2 separate regions of the Rattus norvegicus genome follow, and region 1 is linked to region 2. The links are chromatin contacts, called in public Hi-C maps. All regions are on one chromosome and are shown on one strand. The core of a region is the stretch at or near the end of the contact, and the rest is flanking DNA. Distances in the headings are between cores, read along the strand shown.

The links. Hi-C and Micro-C count contacts between places; a contact is called where the count stands out from the background.
Region 1: a contact with region 2 is called in a Hi-C map of the A7r5 cell line, with 4 times the contacts expected there. The contact joins two enhancer-like sites. A contact is called at or near these places in 9 of 12 Hi-C or Micro-C datasets (the A7r5 cell line, the Rat2 cell line, Schwann cells and 5 more).

The regions. Positions count from the first base shown.
Region 1 is chr1:232,688,342-232,692,254 of GRCr8, reverse strand. Dmrt3 (doublesex and mab-3 related transcription factor 3) reads right to left here. Exons shown (of 2, transcript NM_001106358.1): 2 at 3,422-3,913. Among named protein-coding and RNA genes, the nearest start is that of Dmrt3, 15 kb to the right of the region's middle. Within about 2 kb of position 2,599, at least 2 of the 93 cell types and tissues checked have an H3K27ac peak or open chromatin away from gene starts, as enhancers often do. A contact at or near this core is called in the A7r5 cell line, where this site is marked.
Region 2 is chr1:232,525,228-232,529,143 of GRCr8, reverse strand. No RefSeq gene overlaps it. Among named protein-coding and RNA genes, the nearest start is that of Dmrt1, 42 kb to the left of the region's middle. Within about 2 kb of position 1,458, at least 6 of the 93 cell types and tissues checked have an H3K27ac peak or open chromatin away from gene starts, as enhancers often do. A contact at or near this core is called in the A7r5 cell line, where this site is marked.

The sequences.
Region 1 (3,913 bases), core at 1,350-3,849, 160 kb before region 2:
AGAGCCCCCTGGCATCTGCACAGTAGCCTTCATGCCCCGCCCACCTCTCCCATTCTCCCTCCGAGCATCCTTCACACATCTGCTTCCGCCCTATTGGGCCGGGAGGCAGAATCCTCCTCTCCCCCGGGCGATGCTGCACAGGTCTCTGGAATCTTTCATCCAAATCCCAGTGTGAGCTTGGGGTCAGTCATGGTCTAAAACCACCAGGCAGAGCCTTCTTGGGGGAGAAGTTGTCTTAACAACTGAGTCTACTTTCGGTTAAGTCTGGTGGCTTTGGCTGTGGGAATATATGAAACTCATGACACAACTCAGCAACCCTGCCAACTCTTGCCATCCAATTAGTAAATGAGCGCCACTGTAACTTAAGGACGCGCCACTACCCTCGCTATTTCCCCTTGACACGGAGACAGTAAGTGATACTGTGGGAACCCTGAAGCCTGCCCTGCATAGACCATCAGCAAAAGGCAAGATTGACTCTTCTGAGGCCGCTCTACCCTGGAAGATTGGACTTTTGGGGAGGATGCATTCGGAAGTGATTTTTCCCCCAGCGATGACAACTTTCAGTATCACATAAGAAATGAAATTGAAGCATTGATCTTATTCTTCAAACCTAGGATCGCTTCAATATTAAAATTAACATATAAATCTAGCATCCATCTTCTCCCCGACTGCCTTCTGCTGAGTGAATGCACATAGAAAGAATGAATCACTGAGACGGTGTGCAGTGAGATCAAGTTCATTTTTCAAATCCGTTCGTTCAAACGCAGTCAGAGTCTGTTTCGTGGGCACCCGACAAATGTTTCCAAGATGCTCCCCTTTCACTGACTTGGTCCAGATCGATTTACAGGGCAAGCAGGAGGACCCTGAGAGGGGAGTCTCTGTGGAGCAAATCCTAGAATATCTGGCTGCTGCATCCACTCTTTCCTACTGCAGTTTCTCCTCATAAAATGTAAATATGCAAAATGACTCATTAGACAGCTTTTAGTTAACCTACCAACCTCCATCCGGAACCACTCCTGCCCCGTGCCTGGTGTCTACCTGGCCATCTCCTCTTATTTAGGACCACGTGCATGCCTTGCCTCTTGATGAGTTGATGAAACTACTTCCACCCCACTATGAAGACTGCTGATGCTTTTCCAAAATCCAAACCGGCAGGGTAAAAACCGTTGTCAAATGTCACTGGTAAACTTAGAAATGTAGAATAACTAGAAGGCTTCACAGCACGTTCCTTCTCCTGGGCATAAGGGGGACCACCTATTTGTACTATTATCTGGTGTTTTACTAATGTGAAGTTTCCAGAAACAGACATTTCTGTCTCTGTGTACCCAAGTGTATACCCACCTAGTAAATAACCCTGTGTGTATGAGACTTAGAGAATGCACTCAGGTGCTTACCCAGTGAGGTTTACCTTACCAGGTAAAGGTAGACTGAGAATTTCAGTTTAAGAGTTTATAACCCTCGATTCTTTCACTCAGCACAGGTCTGAGAAGAAAAGCACCATGGGAGAGAGAGAGAAACCGTTCTCTAATCTAGTGAATTCACAAATTACCTCGAGAGGGCAATCATGTGTACTGTCCCGGAGGCCAGAGATTCTGACTTCATGGCAAGATCTGTTCAGGAATTTGCCTTGGAAATGTAGCCCCAGGATGCACAAACCACTTTGAGACAGAAGGATTACAGAACAACTAACAGGTTCTCGACAAATTAGATGAAAGAAGCATTTAACTAAAATTGGGAGTAGACAGAACCTCACCAGAAGGGAACAGAGAGACTGAAGTTCAATGTGAATCAACTTCTAATCAGACCGGACGAGCTTCCAGGTCAAAGAGTGAATATCGCCAAGTCCACAGCCAAGCACCCAGTTGCTATGTGATGGTTGGAATTCTTCTGGAAGAGGTGATTTCCCCCTGACCACAATATCCAGATGTTTACCTGCATGGGGAAGAGACGCTGAGTACTTATGGTCAGGTATACCCAGCTCACTTGAGCTCTATGTGATATAACAGGATGATCTTGGGTCAGAATCTGAGAAGTTGTACCTCTTTAACCAGAGGGGCTTGACTACTAGGAATGCAGAGGGAACCGGATATAGGAACCTAGGAACCCACTCTCACTCAAGAGCCCAGCCCTCTCTTATCTCACCAAAATATTTCTTTCTTCGAAAGGTAACATAGGGTGTGGGGAGGGACCAGACCCTCACCAGCACACAAGTAAACTGTCTCACGGATATTTCTGTTTTGCCGTCCTCCATAAGAAGTCTAAGACATTGATGACCCATGTCAACCAATTCTCGGTCCTTTGGGGACCATTCACCCTGAAGTAACATCTATAGGCAGACTTCGTAACAGCTTGGTTCAAACATATCATCGACACCACTTGTTAAACAAAGGTAGGAAAACCAGGAGAATTCAAATGTCTTTTAAAATGCATTTGCCCTGGGTGGACTCAGACACTAGACACCAGGGCCATGTCACATCTTTAAGTTCAAAGGGCAAGTTATTCTCTTTCGCTTTTCTGGAAGCACCAACGTTTACACAGAGCCTCAACACCAAAATGGTATTTACTTCCAAGCACTCTGGTATGTTAACTATGTCCACGCAAAATACATTAATAGTCCAAGCATCACAAAGAAATCTTTCTCAAGATTGCCCATCCCAGAGGCACCGTGCGGAAACAAAGATGAGATTCTTCTTTTGAATAAGACCCTTCCTCCAGAGCCATTCTGGGCTTGAAGGAGTCTCAGGGTGAGCTGTGATCCTTCTCCCACCACACAAGAGCCCCTCAAAGCTGACACTTGTTGAGGGGTGCTCCCTACATCTCCTCATGTGGACGCCCTTCTGTTCTGACTGTTCTCTTTCCCTTTTAGATTCATAAGGTGTGATGGTCTCACCTAAGCAGTCATCACCCCCTCTCAAGCATTCCGGAGAACAGGAACAGTAAGTTATAGTATGGCCAGCCCAAGAATGCTTTCCCAGAGAAGCAGGGCGGGGGTGGGGAATGGGAGTGGGGGAAGCCCCGAATGCTTTGCCTTATACTAGAGTCATCCAAATGGAAATGGGGAACTGACGCCTATATTCTGAATGTGACGCTTAGACTGCTGGACTGCCAGGGCGACAGTGTTCACACACTTCATGTACCCAATGGGTTTCGTGTCAGGTCTCTACTGGACACACTTTGCTTCTTTCTCTCATTCAGTTGTATCCTGTTAGTAGTTTCCCATTTTCACTGTGTTTTGCTGCCAGTGTTCAGTTTGGAGTGCGAGGGAGTGAACCAGAGACCACACCTGCCGAACCCAGGCCCCGCCAGTACAGGAAATGCCCAGTTTAAGACATGTCCCCATTGAACGGTATCTCGGTTTTGGACCCAGGCATTAGTAGGGAGATCTTCCTTCCATCAAGCAGAGAAGACATCAACCAAGATCATGTCCTTAGTTTATTTTTCTAGAGTCCTTACTTAGCATGCTACATTAACCTGACAAAGCTTAATCTTGTGTTCGTTTCCGCGGCGACACGTTTCATGCAGTTCACAGCTGGGGTTGGCTTTATACTGACATTACACATGTTTCGATTCGGCCACGTGAAAAGAATGATTCTTAATGGAGTTTGTCTCTGAAAACTGTCCGAGCTTAAATATGAGCCTGTGCCGTCCGAGCTAGCCTGAGTGCAGTCTCTCTTTAGAACGGGAGTAACATGAGTGTCCCTACTCTTTGTCGGCTGGCAATAGAGCCACTCCCTAAGGTTTCCGGTATCCTGAGGAATCCTCTTTTACAAAATGGCATTCAAGTATACTATTTCACGGAACATTCCAGGTTGAACTTAGGAGTAAAGCTGACCCCCACCCCCAATTAAATCCCCCACTGGCCCGGCCTCCCCAGGCAGTCCTCAGCTTTAAACTCATTTACAACATTCAGCAC
Region 2 (3,916 bases), core at 209-2,708:
CACCCACAATGGGCTTGCTCCTCCCCCATCAATCACTAATTAAGGTGAGCCCTACAAGCTCACCTGCAGCCAGAGCATATGGAGGAATTTTCACAATTGAGGCTCCCTCTTCTCTGATGACTCTAGCTTGCGTCAAGTTGACATAAAACTAGCCGGCACAGACGGCAGCTTATTGAAGCTTCTGGGATCCTTCATGCATAGCCTTGTACAACGAGAGCATGGTCAGAGAAAACTTGCTATGGCATGGAATGTCCTTAAAGGATCCTTCCTCCTGTTTCTGTTGGTAGAGGTTGTATCATCTCCTTGTCAAGCTTCTGTGTCCCCATCATTTTGAATTTTGTCTCTTTTCTTCCTTGAGTGCTATGCCTTTAAATGTCGGGGAAAGTCACATTCACATTCAGCTGCAAATTCTCCTCTCCAAACTTGTCTCTTCTTTTCCCTGATCCCACCTACCAGACCTCACAGGGGCTATGAAGGGAGGTCGGAAGTGATTGACAAACAAGACATTCTTGTTTCCTTTGGTTTGTTCTCATGAAGAGAGAGGACAGGGCAGGTTTGAAAGGGTTGAATTTGTTAAGTGGGCATAACCAGCCTTCTCTCCCAAGAATACAACAAGGAGGTGACCCTTTGGGGTGACTGACTCTCGGTTTCGCTCTGTGGTGAGAGTACAGAATCTCAGCACAAAATCAAGGCCAGGCTAACCTTTCGAAGCCTTTGTGCGATTAAAGACTATTTACCTGGGTTGGCAGGTGAAATTACGGCCTGGAGCTGAAAACATGGAGGGCGGCAAACAGAAGAATTAGTGCCCTGTTCAAATTAGATTTGCCGTTCAAGCAGAGAAACCTTTGCCTGTTAGGGCTGCTGAGGGCACCTTCAGGGGTCTACGGCCAAGGACAAGGTTGAGAAGCAGCAAATTCTTACCACATTTCATCAAGGGCTCTTACCTGCACCTGTTTCCAAATCCGACCAAGCCAGAAGAGCCCAGGAAAGTTCAGGTTCAATGGGCCACAAATTTCAAGCGTCTTCTTGGTTTTGGTTTTGTTTGTTTGTTTTTGTTTTTGTTGTTTTGTTTTTGGTTTTTTTTTGTTTTTGTTTTTTTTGTTGTTGTTGTTGTGGATCTGGTAACTATCTGGTTTGCCAGAAGACCTGCAGTTTTTTGGTTCCGGGATGCTTTTTTCTTTTTATTTCATTTAATTTTATCTTATTGTTTTATATGTAGGGGTATTTTACCTGCATGTATATCAGGGCACCACATACATGCCTACCGCATGTGGAAGCCAAAAAGAAGGGTCTTTGTTTCTTTAAATAGCAAGGAGACAGGCAAGAATTACCACACACACACACACACACACACACACACACACACACACAGAGTAAAGCATCTAGAAAACAGCTCTGTCACGCTGCTTCCAGTGGCCTTTGAAGGAGAAATAATAGAATCGGTGACTGAGCACTAAGCCACTCTGCATGACTCATTAAACTGCCATTTCCAGCGCTTTGCCTCGCACTGTACAAATGATAGAATCCTATTACAATCTATGCTAAGTTTAGGCGCTTTTCTATATGGAGGGCCTGTGGTTCCAGCACTCACTGAGCTGTGAGCACAGACATCATTTGAAACACGGACAGTCATAATGGAGCTAAACTTGACAAGCCACCCATGGTGCGTGAGCCAGCAGCCCAGGTCCCTTCCGTTGAGATGCACAATTAATTGCTACTCTTTTATTTATTATCTTTTCCCCCTCATTGGATACAGCTGACTTATTACTTCCTGGGATGAGACCGGGCCGTAGGGTGGGAATGAATAATTTTTAAATTATGAAGCAATTTCTTTGTTACAAACCTGGGCTCAGATGTAAATGCTAATCATTGCCTTTTCCCAGGACAGTGCCCTCTGAACTCAAAAAGACATTTGTTTTTCTCTCCTTCAGCCAGGGTGAGCAGGTCAGACTTGTCTAATCCTTGGCGGTCTCTGGTGGGTTTTTTTGTATTTTTTGTTGTTGTTGTTTTGTTTTGTTCCCCTTAATAAAGAAGCAGCCTCCCTGGCCAGGGACTTCTCCTGACCCCAAGTTTTCTTAAAACCTTCCTGATATTTAAATCCCACAGCCTGCTCCACTCTGCCAACTGACAGGTTTGCTCATCTGTGTGTACCATTCACCTGGGTCTCATCCAAACAGGTAAGGACTTTCTCTATCACCGTCTGTGGATTTGAATGGAGTGAAGTGGGGCTGACTGAGTCAACAGGTTTGGATTTCAGAGTCACCAGGAAATCATTTTTAATTGCTGCTTATTCAATGGCTCCCTCCACTGTGCAGGTGTTGAAGAAAAAAAAAAAAGAGTTACTGTTGGGAATTCAGTCTTTTGTCCTTGTTCCTGGTGAGGCACATTAAGAGTTCATCATGATCAGCAAAGCACTGTCAGCTTCTGCAGTAGGTCCTGAGTAGCTTCATGGGAACCTGTCCTGATGAGCAGAGGGGGAGCAGCCGCCTGGGGGAAGGGTTCAGGCTGGAGTGACCAAATCCAGCAATGCTACTGCTGCTCCCCTTTCAACGTGGATGTGTCTGAAGATGCCTCCTGAAGAAAAAGCAAGCTTCCTAACTATGAAAGCAATTGATCCTCTTGTGGGAAACCTCTTAGACTATGTAAAAATGAAAACCAAACTCTAATCCTGGGGTTCGGAAATAGCTACTACTTTTCCCATGGAGATCGCTCGTGGTTGCATGACAGCAGATCCCTTATCCAACCAGGATTGTTTTTTGTTGACAGGAATGGCGTGGTGCCCACTTGCAGTCCCAGCTACTTAAGAAGCAGAGGCAGGAGGATCATAAGTTCGAGGTAGCCTGGGCTATATAATGATGTCAAGGCCAACATGAACAACTTAGGGAGACCCTGTTGTAAAATAAGAATAAATATAAAGTGGTAATAAAGGCAGGGAGATAGAGTTGTGTGATAGAAGTTTCACTTAGCATTTGCAAAGCCCTAGGTTCAGCTCCTAGTACCAGAAAAGGAAGGAAGGGAGGAAGGAAGGAAAGAAAGAAGAAATGGGGGAGGAAGGAAGAAAAAGAAACGAGAGAAATGACACTAGCAGACATTTACAAAGCCTTCTAGGTCTCCTAAGTGCCTGCCGGCTAGCTCACTGGGTCCTTCAGCAGCCTATAAGTTTCAGTGGCTGGAGCTAAGTAGGAACTTATCCAAAGCCACAGCCAGTAAAGGCTGGACCAGATCGGATTCTGAGTCCTCAATACTTGCGATCATTTCTCTGTATTGCCTAAGATTCCATCTCTGGGGCCAGGTTCCACAGCCTACGAACGCAGGTGTTCTTTGCTTTTCTGACACTTAAAACCAAGCCCCCGTCTGGGGCTGGAACATTTTCCTCTCCCATTTCTGAGCTAGCAGCCGAAGAATCCACCAGGGTGACAGGCTAGTCCGCACAGGAGACTGGAATCCTTGACTTACAGTAGCGACTTTTAAGAGGACATTTGGATCAGAGGCATTCTGGCCATCTGTGGCACCGCAGGGTGGAGGAGCTCTTTGTAGCACCCTCCCAACGCTCTGTCTTCACAGGGTTAAATGGAAGAGGCTCTTGGGAGTGGGAGAGTAACCCAGACTGTAGTCCGAGCTAGGAATCCTGTAGCTTGTGTATTATTTGTGTCAGGGGTGAGGAGTTCATGTGCCCTGGCCAGTGTATGGAGGAAGACTTGAGCGTGTTGTTTCTCTCCTTCCACCATATTGGACCCAGAGATCGAAATTCAGGGTTGGCGGTAAGTGCCTTTACTGAGCATATCACAGCCCTGTTGTTTGCTGTTGGTAGAAAAGCCTTTCCTCGTCTTCCTAGGAGATTGGCTAGCTGAGGCATGGACTAGCCCTTCAGTGCAACGCCGGAAATGAGGTAGGTTGGCAAATTCTGACCTGGAGA